Regions from separate parts of the Sus scrofa genome. Here region 2 is linked to region 1. The links are chromatin contacts, called in public Hi-C maps. All regions are on one chromosome and are shown on one strand. Each heading gives the region's core, a stretch centred on a gene start, on an enhancer-like site or on the middle of the called end of the contact. The rest is flanking DNA. Distances are from core to core; before and after follow the strand shown. Region 1 has its middle 15 kb from the start of TACC1. Region 2 has its middle 60 kb from the start of FGFR1.

Region 1 (6,841 bases), core at 1,580-4,079:
TCATCTCTTGATTTAAATACAGAGGAGAAGACAACAACCTTCGCCTGTCATTTTTGAAGGCGGCTTTTGCTAACTGATTATTTATATCTCAGTGCCCTGTTGGAGGCTTCGGAGATTTGAGGTTCCCTGGCTGGAACTGGGTTTTGGTACAAATCTGTAAAAATAAAATCTGAATTTTGTTGATTTCCAGATGGTATCAGTTAACACGAAGACTGCTCCTTCAGGAACACTTTCAAGCCTATTTTCCCCTCCTAAACAAAACGAAGCTCTGGGCCCGAGGGCAGCTCCCCTCCATTTTGTGCTGCTTCTGGTTGCCTGTGCCTTTGCTCTTTCTTAGGAATTCTTCTTTTGCCTCTGATTACTGACTAGAACTGTATTTGCCGACTGTTGAGTCGCTGCTTTCATTGGCGGTGGCGCCCCCATTCAGAGAATCTGTATTACCTCATGACATATGGCACAGTGCACACTTTGAAAGCTAAGAACTGGAAAGTTTCTCTTTTGGCAACGTTTCCCCCAGTCGCCCAGGCAATTTCCACATGCAACACTTTCCATACTCATTGAGAGCAGAGTTGAGAGGGTTGGAAATAAAAGACCGCTCAGGTTTCCAGATTGGCCAAAAAAAAAAAAAAAAAAAAAAAAAACGCCATCGCCACCAGATGCCAGGACAACCGGTCAGTTCCAACACTTTGGTCTGAAGCATCGGTCAATGCAGAGGAATTTGGGGGCCTTGTTTCTCATTATTTGAGTAGCCTTAATAGTAGATGGGTTCTCTGCCTCCCTCCCCCAAGGCTGACATTTAGCCCAGTTATAAAATGAAGCAATGAAACAGTGAGCTTTTGTAACAACCGGGCTACTAAAAAGAAACTGCTGGGAGAGAGACCAGAGTTATCACTGGGAAGGGTGATTCTGTAGCCAGGGCTGCAGAGTGGAATCCGGGCACTGGGGCCTCTGAGGGGCCACACAGCCACAGGAGAGCCAGGTCAATTCTGGAATTGATGGGTCAAATCTGGAAGTGCTGAGAGCTCTGGTCAAGCCAAGAGAGGCCAGGTTGCATATTCAACAGCAACCTGGCTTCACTGGAAAAGGCCAGGAGGGCAAGCAGCCCACAGGCAGACACAGGAAAGCTTGCTGGCCCTCCAAGGATGCTGATGGTACAGCTGAGACCCTCCTTTGTATAAATCACACATAGCCCTTCCTCTGTATCCCAGAGGCTACCTTAGAGTGAAAAGGAGGAGAAGGGATCTTTTATCCATGAGACACTGAACTCTACCCAAAAAGACTGTGTAAGTTATTGAAGCTTTAAATGAGATTGGACAGTTAGTTACTTTTTGGCCTCCTAATCGGTGGGGGAAGAAGGCTCGGGGGAAGATCAGCAAAATTAGAGACAAAACAAATAAACGGCATCTTCCCTGCACAGCCCTGATGTAGTGTGGATTAACTGCCATCCTGCCATAGGAAAAGTAGGACCTGTTGCTCTCCGACCCCACTCCATCCCTCAGCCCTTCATCTCCACCTGCAGACGGAACTCCCTGGGCTTTTGGTCCTGCCCAGATCACCCTCACTGATGAAGAGCTGTGACTTCCCACAGATAGCCCTGAAGGCTTGGGCTCCTGGGTTCCCACATTCCTTGCTTGCAATTGCTGCAGTTGCTCCCACATTGGGCATTTGGTTATTTGCCCTGCACCTTCTCTTCCCCCAGCTCATCCCTGGGGGAGATGTCCTTTGTTCTTTCCCACAGTTCCAAGGGGCAGGGCCAGACCTAAGACTCAGACCCACCTCAAGACTATGAAGGAGATGCAAAAAGAAATCCTTGAGAAGGGTTGTAAAACTACACACAAACTGACAAAATGCAAGCTCCTTAGGACATCTCCTATAGAAACAGTGTATCTAGAATTAAGTCAACAGCGGATTTTTTTTCTTTCTTTTTTTTTTTTTTTTCCCACTTTTTAGGGCCACACCCATGTATATGGAAGTTCCCAGGCTAGGGGTTGAATTGGAGCTGTAGCTGCTGGTCTACACTACAGCTACAGCAACGTGGGTTCCTTAATCCCCTGAGTAAGGCCAGGGATCCAACCTGCATCCTCATGATGCTAGTCGGATTCATTTCCTCTGAGCCACAATGGGAACTCCCAACGGATCTATAAAAAAGAAAAATGGCCCATAGTGTTCCAGACGATTCCCTGGTAGGAAAATGTATGCTGCCTTCGTCACCTCACCTATATTCCCCTGCCCCTTCCTTGGCGTCCTGTTCTTCCCTTTTGTTTGCATACCTTGATCCTAAGGGTTTGTAATTAATAAAAAAAATAATAACAGTAACCAACCCTTACCGAGCACTTACTATGTGCCCAGCTCTGTGTTCCCTGCTTATGGTATGAAGCCACATCTGTCCCCTGCCATTGAAGAAAAAAAAAAAAAAAAAAAAAAAAAGACGAGGCTGAAAAATAAGCGGCGGAAACTGCGGCCGGGGATGTGGACTGGTGGCCGGAAGATGCTGGGTTGGAATAAGGTCAAGACACAGGCGTCTCATGCTGGACGCTCCTCCTTTCTAGCTGATTTCCAGACTTTCCTGTTCCTTTTGCTGCCAAAATCCTCCACACTGTGGCCGACACTCAATGCCTCCATCTCCTCTTCCCTTAACCGGGGACTCTTGCCCCCGCAGTTCTATGAACCGTCTCATCAGGGTCATTGTGACTTCTGGCCAAACACAATGTGTTTTTTTGTTGTTTGTTTGTTTTCCCCTCTTAGTCCCTGTCCTTTCGGACCTCATGGCAACACCAGACATTGTCAACTACTGCCTTCCAGACATGCCTCCCCACCCTCCTCTCGCTGCTTATTTGCAGGGTCCTCGGGCGCCCCCTGGGGGGTGGGGATTCTGCCCAGGCTCCTCCCACTCCCCCATCTCCTCTAGGATGTAACTAGCCGTCTCTGCAGGACTCCCTAACTTAACCTCTCCTGAGAGACTCTGCCCCACCTCCAGCATGCCCAATGGGCATACCACACCCTCCATACCCCCAAATAAATGTGTCTTCTTTCCTCCAATTAGTTTCTCCTCCAGATATGCCCGTTTCCAAAATGTGTCTAAGGCAAAAGCAATCCCAAAGGCTTGGAGCCATCTACCTGCTCTTCTGCCAGCCCTTGATGTAAACACACCCAGACTCTCAAACCCAGTGCTTCTCCTCAGCTCTCACTTCTGACCCCTTCACCCCCTACTGCTCTGCCTGGTTTAAATCCTTCTCACCTCACTCCTCCCACTTACCTTGGTCTCAAAGCAGGTCTCCAGCCTCTACCTCTCCATGCCTCAATGTTTTCCTATAGCCTTTCATTTGAAAGCAACTTTTGTTAATCTATGCTTTTAAAATAATCTTTGAACTGGAGATCCTAGGTATAGAAATCTATTCTAAGGAAATAATCAAAGATATGTGAGAACAAAAGATTCATGAACAAGAATATTAAGTGATGGAGTTCCCTTTGTGGCTCAGTGGTTAACAAATCCAACTAGGATCCATGGGTTTGATCCCTGGCCTCACTCAGTGGGTTAAGAATCTGGCGTTGCTGTGAGCTCTGGTGTGGGTCACAGATGAGGCCTGGATCTGGCATTGCTGTGGCTGTGGCGTAGGCTGGAAGCTGTAGCTTCGATTGGACCCCTAGCCTGAGAACCTCCATATGCTGCAGGTATGGTTCTAAAAAGCAAAGAGGTGGGGGGGAAGAATATTACATGATAACCAGTTAAATAGTCAAGAGTGGGAGGTTAGTGAATGCATAATGGAGAGTCCATTACAAGGGAACATAGTGCAGCTATTATAAAACCATGCTTTAGGAGTTCCTATTGTCTCAGTGGGTTAAGAACCTGACATAGTCTCCATAAGGGTGCAGGTTCGATCCCCTTACCTCACTCGGTGGTTTAAGGATCCAGTGTTGCCACAAGCTGCGGCATAGTTTGCAGATGTGGCTCCAATCTGGTGTTGCCTTGGCCCTGGGGTAAGCTTGCAGCTGCAGTTCCAAATTTGACCCCTAGCCCTGGGTCAAATTGACCCCTGGGAACTTGCAGGGCTGCTTATGTGGCCTTAAAAAGAGAAGAAAAAAAAAAAAAGCTTCCAGCAGATATTCAATGATATGGAGAAATGTTTATCTTTTATTGTCAAGTGAAAAACTCCAGCCACAACCCAGAATGTACACCATGATCCGTGTTTCAACCTGCTCTGCTGCTATTACACCCTAAGGACATCCTCTTCTTTCAGTCTGTTAAGCTCTTTCTTTCCCTAGGGCATTTGCATGGGTCAGGAAGAATTGGGAAACACTTTGAAACCTGTGGGTGGCTGGATGGGGGAATCATGAGTGTCCTGACTAGTAACCCACCCCGGTTATCTACATTTTTCCTTTTCTCTGAGCTGGTTTACAAGTCTATAAGTTGTAAATAGATGAGAATAATGCAAATGCATTCTGTGAATTTTCTATATGCCAGTGAATTCTGTCCAGGGGAGAGACAGCTAATTTTCTTGCACGCAGTTTGGCATCTGTTTATATTTCATTCCAGTATTCCTGAGGAATAAGTGTTATACTTTGAATTCTCCTTTGAATCAGTTGTAACAACTTTCTGGTTCCCTCATAATTTCATGGTTAAATAAAATCTTTGGCACATGTTCATTTTATATTTCTATAGAGTCATAGTTTACCTTTTTTTTTTTGCTCTTTGCTTTTTAAGGTTGCACCCATGGCATATGAAAGTTCCCAGGCTAGGGGTTGAATTGGGGCTACAGGTGGCTACATCACAGCCACAGCAAAACAGGATTCGAGCTGTGACCTACACCACAGCTCAGGGCAACTCCAGATTCCTGACCCACTGAGCGAGGCCAGAGATTGAAGCCTCATCCTCATGGTACTAGTTGGATTTGTTTCCGCTGTACCACAAACGGGAACTCCTCATTTACCTTTTTAAAAAACATATCCTTAACCACACCTGCTTGTTTCTCCCTTTCTTAACCTCTGTTTGCCCTCAGAGCCCAGTTTAAATGTCACATCCTCAGAGAGGCCTCCTGTATGCAGGATCCTCCGTTATTTATTCTCTTATTTATCTGTTCCTTCAGAGCACTTGTTACGGTTTATAATTAAATAGTCCATGTGTTGACGAACATCTGGGAGTCCAATTACCTCTGATTTGCATTTTCTTCTTTATTTTTTATTTTACGAATTTTCTATAATGAATATGTACACTTTTCTATATTTCTTCATGTTATCTTTAATCACTACTTTCAAAAGGAAAAAAGAGAACCACAGCACGTCAATTGCCCCCTGCATCTCCAGTGAAATCTCCCTCTGCCACCTACTCCAGCCCACCCAGATTGCTCCCTTACACAAACTCCCATTGCAATTATATTCTATTCCACTCAATTATACTTGCTGGAGCATTTAGGAACAGCATAATGAATGCCTAATGTGTATATAGCATCGTGTGTGTGTGTGTGTGTGTGTGTGTGTGTGTGTGATGAGACCCTAAGAAACATAAATTGTTCTTCCTACCCTGGAGGAGTTTATAACCTAATGGGTGCTATAAGGCAGATTAACTAACCATGTGAGGTACTAGTTAATGAAGTGCCAAAGCTCTACTACACAAATATTCAGGCCGGAGCTGACCAAGGGCCAGAACAGTCAGTGGCCTGATGTGATCTCAAACTTGCATGTTTGTTAGTCCTGTGAGTCAAACTAGGGTTCGACCTCACGGAAACCTGGACTGTATTTTTGGCTTCTTGAACATGACCCAACAGTATTGACCATGACCCAGACCCCTGGCCGGACTCTTGTCCACTGATTTGCTAATTGTCCATGATGACGGGCTGGGTCAAGCCTTAGCACTTAGATTATCTGGGAAATGGAAGTTTTACTGAGACTCCCTCCTCTCCCCCACCCCCAGCAGAGTCTGTGTCCGTGTTTACCATATAAGCATCCGGGTTATTGCAAAGCTGTACATTTGTGATGGCCAGACTGCTGCTGGGGCTGCTGACAGTTTGGGCGGAGAAGGTGGAGTCTCAGGAGGCTTTGTGACCCCCTCCTCCTGGTCCCTCCCTATGCAGGGTGGGGCAAGGACAGCAGTGGCTGCTTCCTGCCAGGGGTCCTGTTACTGCAGCCCAGGGCCCAGATACCCAGGGTGTTGCCAGCAAGGTGAGCCTTTGCTTAAGCAGAAGCTGGAGACCCGCCACTTTCGCAGGCCTAGCAGGAGCTGTACAATTCTGCCTAGCCACAAGGGTGTCAACTCTCAGACAATGACTTGCTAGAGACTCTAGCTCAGAATTCCTGAGGCCAGACTGTTGTCATCTTGTTCTACATCCTGTGTAACACGTGTCTTCTCAGGCATCTCCTTGAAAATGTCCCCACTGTCCACAAATGAACATTCCCTACTGAAACACTATCTTGGCCACTTCCATGTTTGGATTTATAGAATAATCTGTGGCAAACTAAATGGATGGGAGGAATTTTGATGGGGAGGCAAGAGTTTCTTTTTAATCACAGTGCTCTATGTGTGTCATACCAGTGCCTCCTCCAGGTATCATTAGAAGCTGGCCTCGGAGTTCCCCTTGTGGTTCAGTGGGTTAAGAACTAGACATAGTGTCCATGAGGATGTGGGTTTGATACCTGGCCTCACTCAGTGAGTTAAGGATTTGGTGTTGCCACAAGTTGCAGTGTAGGTCCAAGATAAGGCTTGGATTTGGTGTTGCTGTGGCTGTGGCATAGGCCTATAGATGCATCTCCAATTTGACCTCTAGCCCAGGAACTTCCATATGCAAAGGTGAGGCAGTAAAAAGAAAAAGAAAAAAAGAAAAGAAAGAAAAAAAGAAAGAGAGAGAGA
Region 2 (6,841 bases), core at 2,254-4,753, 120 kb before region 1:
GTTCTTCTGCTCCAGCTGCTCCTTGGGGCAAAATTCTCTTCCACTTGCATTTTTACAAAAAAAAAGTTAATGGGGGGAGCATCTCTCCCCTTTATTTCCTTCCTCTTGGAGCTCCCTCTGCTCCCCCCCCAACCTGTGGGGCCAGCTGGAGCATGAAGCGTTTCCCACACATGTATATGCAATTTCCTTTCCACAGTTGCTAGTTAGTCATCCTGACCATGGCAGCACCCGTGATGTCACTGGCATCTCAGTAGTGGGCTGGGGAGGGGAGGGGAGGGGAGCTCTGGCAGAGCCCTCATCCTTGACAGTAGCTGGCAGGGGCTGTCCAACCCTGCCCTCACGTCCAGGGTACCTCCTCTCCTCATCCTCCACTTCCAACCTCTCCCCAGTCCTGCCGTCATGTCTTCTTTTATATGGATTCCTCCCTCCATCCTTTTCTCCATCTCTGGCCACCACCACCTGGCTGAGGCCTCCCGGGTACCTGAGAGAACCAACCTGCTGCCCCTGCAGCCCACAGCTTGATCCTTCACCACATCCCCACGCTGAGGCCAGAGTGGTTTTTCTAAACTTCAGCATGGCCCTGCCTTCCCCTGTACACATACACACTCCTACACACCCATTCATGCACACCCATACTATCCAACGCCTAGGCATGGTTTGACTCCCTACAGGGACTACAATTTTCAGGAAAAATCCTAGCTGGACTGCCACTCTCGCAGCTATTATCATCCTACCTCATACCAAATGGTGTCCCTTGATCTCTCTGTTTTTGATGCTCTTGACTCCTTCCTCCTTCTTGAAAACTGACATCTATGTAATTTTCCCCTAACACCCATTCTTTCTAATTTGCGAGGGATAATTTTTTTTTTTTTAATTTAAGGAGTCTACTCTTTAGTGTGCCTTGTGGAAAATCACATCTGTCTCATGCTCTAAGTCTGGGGGAAAATGGTTACAGCATACGTTAATCAGAACTAAAGTGACTGGCTCCGAGGTGGGGATATGACCAAATCCAAACCAGTGAGTTTGGGGAAAAATTTGGTAGTTTTCAGGGTAAGAAAATTTCTTGCTCCTCTGGGAGGTATTTGGGTGTGTGGGTCTTTCCCCCCTTAATTTGGAGGGGATGATATGAAACCTAGGAGTTTTGGCAATTGGCATTAGAAGAAAGCTAATCCTACATAGGGCAGAGCCAAGAGACATCAAGAAACTGGATCCTTGATTTCGTTGTTGAGCAGCTGGAACAAACTGAACCTGAAGCTAGTCTTGGCCCTGGATTTCCAATTACACGCACCTTTAAATCAATGTTATTATTTAGGCCAGTTTGAATTGGCTTTTTTGGTTAAATGCAAAAAAGTCATAACGTACTCATTCTATCTCCCCTGGTTTTTCTTTTATCTTTGGTCAGTCCTTTCAGCTTTTCTCCAGTTCCTCTTCCTTTTCCTTTCAATCATGATGGTGTTCCTCCGGGGTTTAACCTTGTTGTCATTTACAAACTGGACGACCTCAGGGACTTGTAGGACTTCAGTGTGCCACTGTCTTCCAAATCTGTAACACTATCCAACAGCTTCCTAGCATCTTGTGGTTGTCCCACAAACACCTCAAAGTCAGTGAGTTCAAAACTGAACTGTTTATCATGCCCACAGTCCTGCCCCTCATCTATGTTCCCTGCTTGGGTCAACTGCTCTGCTGTCCTCCCAGCCAATCAAGCCCGAAGCCGGGTGTCAGTTCGATGTCTTCCTTTTCACATGTAGCCCACACCCATTAGTCGCCACGTCCGGTCCATTCTCCTTCCTCTTGAAATCCACACCCTCTGCCCCTCTGTTGCTTTAGTCCAGTTATCTGTCATCCCACGCTAGACGGAGGCCAGCTTCTCCAGGACAGCAGCCTCCAGCTCTGACCAGCTACTTTCCCAACCTTGTCTGGACTCCGCCTAGAGCAGAGGGGTTCTCCCCTCCTGCCTGACCTCCATTGCTGTCCTGCTGGGCCTCTGCCCCTCATCCCTCCCCCCATCTTTAGCACCGCTTAGGTGCCCCCTCCCCCTTAGCTGCTGATCTCCCCTCCTAGCCTTATCACACTGCATCAGCTTGCAGACTCTGAGCTCCTGGAGGGCAAAGGTGGGGACCTCCCACACAATGGATGACTTCCACCCAGCCTGCTCCTTATCTCCTCCCCAGTCTGGGAGCTCAGCTGGGGATGGGTGGGTCTGCTGTCCTCAGTCTGGCCTGGAGTAAGTCTCAGCAGATGTCCATCCCAGCCCCTGAATGGACAAACCGATGGGCGAGAAGGTAGCTGGGCCCCGGGGGGCCATGACCCATAGCGCAGCCTTGAGTGTGAGAACAGAACCCCTTCCAGTCCCAGGATGAGCTCCTCCTAGCTAGGGGCCTTCACCTGGCTGAACTATCCCCCATGCTAAGGGTCATCCCAGGAGACTATTCCAGACTGGGGCGGGAGGGAGAGGATGCAGGATGCTGGATTTCGCCCTCTGATTGGTCACAGCACCAGGTATGAAGAGGAACTGAGGTGCATGAACCTTACCCCTCAGGTCTAGGAGGAGTTAGGGTGGGGGGGCAGGTAAGACCACCTTGGTCCCTGGGATTCACAGAAAAATGGTTTTTGCTGCTTTGGGGGCAGATACAAGGAGACTTCCAGGCGATGAAGGACCAGGCAGGGGAGCAGAGGCATGTGCTTAAGGTGGAAAGAGTCTTGGGCTCCCCTTGCTTCCCCTCCCCCACCCCCTTCAGATGCCCCTGCCCCCACTACTAGGCCCAGCTCTGGCCCCACGCCCTCAGTAGGCTTTGACGACCACCAGCAAGTGAGCCCCCTTCTGGGGGAGGGGAAGCGCCACGTGGAGGGAGGCAGTCTAGGGCCGAGCACTTGACGAATCCATGAGCTCTTCGGCTTCAAAGCCGGAATGTAGGTGTGCGGGAGCCTGACGCTGATCAGCTGATGCCGGGGCGGCTGCAGCTGGCGACAGGGCACCAGTTCCAAATTACTTACGAGTTCTGAATTATGATGAAAACGACTGATAATAACAACCACATGATGGGAACTCGCTGTGAGGCCTAATCCTCTTTCCAGCAGGTCCTCTTAATGAGGTCACATTCTGTGGAGCGGGATGGGGTTTCTAGGGAGTGTGTGAGGGCAGGGCAGGCCCTCCAGGCCTCCCCTCTCCCGCTGCCCCTTCTGCGGTGGGACGAGCGGAGGGGCCTGTTTCCGCGCGGCCGGGCCCGAGGGGCGGGGGGGGGGCTAAGTGGGCGGGGCCGGGTGCTGGGAAGAGGGGCTGGAAGGCCGGGCTGCGGACACTTCGCGGCAGCGCAGCCAGCCCCTCCTCAGCTTTGCTTCTAACCTTCCTGGAAGGGAGGTCCGGCTTTTTAGTTGCTCAGGAAGGGAGGGGGACTCACGGTCCAGGACAGCGGGGAGCTGGGGCAGGAAGGAGCTTAGGACAAACAGAACTCTGCAAGCGGTTACTCGGAAGCCACTTGGAGCCGCGTCCATCTGCTCTGCAGCCACAAGTGACGGCGCAGGGCCTCTCGCTACTGTGGCCACTGGTGTGTTCCTTCCAGGGCAGTTGTATTTGTCATCGCTGCCTCTCCCCCTCCTCCCTGTCGTCCTTCTGGTTCACCAGACTCCCAGCACCACCCTTTTTCTCCCTGGAAGAAAGTTCACAGATTGCCATGAATATCTGAATGTTATTAGGGCTTCTCAAGGCCAAAAGGTCCTTAAGAAATGCAGTAAATTGGTGGAATCTTACAGGCTGTTTTGGAGGAGATTAGAAGACAGGAGGGTTTCCTTCCTTCCTTCTTTCCTACCAGAGGTCTGAGCTTGACACTGGAATGCAAAGGAGTCTGAGACCTGCCTCTTGCCTGCTCACTCTTACTCTCTGCCTTAATAAAGTGCTGGTTTTCCTAGGGCGGGAGCGGGCCTTTGCTGGGAGTGAGGTTGGGAGTGAATTCTCTGCTCCCTCCTGGGGCTCAGGATCACAGGGAGTCTTACTTGCTCACAGGGAGTCTTACTTGCGCTCCCTGGGACAGAGGTGGGGCGGTGTGTGTGTGGGGGGACTGTGCTTAGCCCTAGCGAAACTGGGACTCCCAGTCCCGGTTTGCTGTGGCCGTAAGGTACCTGGGTCAATTGCAGCAGGTTCCCTAGAATTGACTTTGTTATTACTCTGGTGACTGAGCCCAGGGCCTGGTGGATGGACAGAGACATAGGAACATGGAGATGAGCCATCTCACACGCCTACATCCACTTGGAGCTGGGAGGTATGGAGCGCTTTCTTTTAAAATTGAAGTATAGGTGATTTACAATATTGTATTAGTTTCAGGTATACAGCAAAGCGACCCAGATATATATTCATATATATATATATTCAGATTATTTTCCATTATGACAGCCCTTCAGCACTCACCTGCCCCCTCTCCCCACTCAAGAGCATCCTGCATCCTCTTCCTGAAGAATCTTGCACCCTACAGATCAAGAGGACCAGCTTCATAACTTGTGGGGCCCAGCACACAATGAAAAGGCAGGATCGCTTTCTCTAAAAAAATCATTTAGAATCTCAAGATGGCAATGGAAGAGCATTAAATCAATAGAAGAGCATTAAATGCCATGAAGCAGCATTAATCCAAGAGAATTAAATTAACAGAAGAGCATTAAATTCCATGAAGCAGAGTTCCTGCTGTGGCACAAGGGGTTGGTGGTATCACTGGAATGCAGGGACACAAGTTCTATCCCCAGCACAGCACAGTGGCTTAAAGGATCTGGTGTTGCTCAGGCTCAGCGTAGGTCACAACAGCAGATCCCTGGACTGGAAACTCCACATGCCCTGGGGCAGCCAGGAAAGAAAAGGAAAAAGCAAAAGAAATTCTAAATGCCGTGAAGGGCTGCCCAATAACTGCTCCTCCAAAGGAGACTTTGGGGCCATCTCGGAAAACGACCCTGAATGAGAACTCGGTGACAGGTGGCCAGGGAGTTAGTCCTGCCTGATACTTTCAAATTGCACCATGAGGGATTGGGGACCACCTAGCCCGGTTCCCTCATACGAGGTAATTTCCTTGGCTTTTACCTTACTTGTCAGGGAGCCAGGGAAGGAGGTTCGTGTGTGTGTGTGTGTGTGTGTGTGTGTGTGTGTGTGTGTGTGTTGGAGGAATGACGGTAGATATGAGGATCTGGTTTTTTATTAACTTTAGTCCAACTCTGGTCCTCAGGAGGGGGGAACGCCATGCTGTGTGCAGTTCCTGTTGTCCTGTTGTTCAGGTGACCCGGGCTCCAGGTACAGTCTCTTTCCTGCCTTCCCCACTCCGAGGTAGACCCTCGTCATCCACCCCACTGCTGGGCAGGAAAGATAAACACTGCGGAGGGCCTGGGAGGGCTTGCGGAGAGCAGAGACCGAGGTTTAATGGGCTTGTTATCAGGCACCTGCCAGGCTGCACGTCCTGCTCCCAAGAAGACAGGGCACAGAGATAAATTATAGGGCCAGAGCTGCCTCCCTGGTGAGAGGGGAAGTACCTCAGAGCAGGAAGGGGTGGTGAATTTATAGAATAGGCGGGTCATGGGGCACAGGTAAAGACTCAGCGGCACTAATATGGATGGGGGTGAGAAAAGTAGCCCTCCCTCTACACTATTGTCAACCCTCCAACTCACCAAAGAATCCAGAAATATCTGCTGCAGGCCTCCTGGGCTGCAGCCACACTGCAAGCTACAGGGAGGTACCCTTTACACCTGCCTGCGATGGGTTCTCAGTCTAGTTGCAGATATAACACTGGTCTGAGCTCCTGTGGGCTGGGCATCCGGCAGGGCTGGTGCAAGGAAGGTGCTGAAGAGAGGCCGACTGAATGCATTAAATCCCCAAAGTGGTGGGAAAACTGTAATGAAAACAATATGAGCTTCAGAGTTCAGGCAGTAAGCATTCAGAATGATGAAAGACTGCTTCTACTGGGTTGAAGTTGGGAAACTGTCAGAAGAGACAAGATGTGAGCCACATCTGGAAGGATCTGAGGGATCTGGAGAGACGTGGGGGTCTTAAATATCCATTAGTGTGGTGTTGACTAGTGTAACTGTGGGGTTATTCATTCAATAGAATATTACGCACGTATTAAAAATTATGGTGTATTTCCAAATGTTTGGTCATTGAACGCAATCTATAGAATGTCAAAGAAAATAGCAGATCTCAGAACAGTGTACTCGGATGATCAAATTTGTGCGAATTATGTCATATTTATATCTGCATTGAAACTTAGGAAGGCTATAAACCGACATATTATATAGGCAATTTGGGGAAAAGGGTTATGAGCAGATATTTGATGTTTACTATACTTTTATTTATTTGTGTGCTTTTTAGGGCTACACCTGGAAGTTCCCAGGCTAGGGGTTGAATCAGAGCTGCAGTTGCTGGCCTTCATCACAGCCACAGCAATGCGGGATCTGAACCACGTCTGTAACCTGCACCACAACTCGAGGCAGCACTGGATCCCCAACCCACTGATCAAGGCCAGGGATCAAACCTGAATCATCATGGGTACTAGTCGGGTTCTTGCTGAGCCACAATGGGAACTCCCACTATTTCCATATTGTATGAATTTTTAAACAATGTATCACTTTTGTCATTAAAAAAAAAAACTCAGACTTTAAAGAAAAAAAAAATCCTGTGCCTTTTTTTGTGGGCTTGAAAGGAAAATGAGATCAGTAAGTGCTCTTGAAAAGTAGTTGATTTGAGCATAAACAAGGTGAAAAAGAGCTATGCTAGAAAAGAAGACATCTCAAAGGTTGGCATAGCTGAAATCAATATCAAATTGTAAGAAAAAAATTATGTTCACTGTAAACTTTTTTTTTTTTTTTTTTTGTCTTT

Evidence for each region. A called contact is a pair of places that touch in the nucleus more often than the background predicts.
Region 2: a contact with region 1 is called in a Hi-C map of skeletal muscle, with 3 times the contacts expected there. The contact joins two enhancer-like sites. A contact is called at or near these places in 2 of 47 Hi-C or Micro-C datasets (epiblast stem cells and skeletal muscle).

Annotation. Positions count from the first base shown.
Region 1 is chr15:47,872,594-47,879,434 of Sscrofa11.1, reverse strand. No RefSeq gene overlaps it. Among named protein-coding and RNA genes, the nearest start is that of TACC1, 15 kb to the right of the region's middle. Within about 2 kb of position 2,829, at least 6 of the 83 cell types and tissues checked have an H3K27ac peak or open chromatin away from gene starts, as enhancers often do. A contact at or near this core is called in skeletal muscle, where this site is marked.
Region 2 is chr15:47,990,798-47,997,638 of Sscrofa11.1, reverse strand. No RefSeq gene overlaps it. Among named protein-coding and RNA genes, the nearest start is that of FGFR1, 60 kb to the left of the region's middle. Within about 2 kb of position 3,503, at least 24 of the 83 cell types and tissues checked have an H3K27ac peak or open chromatin away from gene starts, as enhancers often do. A contact at or near this core is called in skeletal muscle, where this site is marked.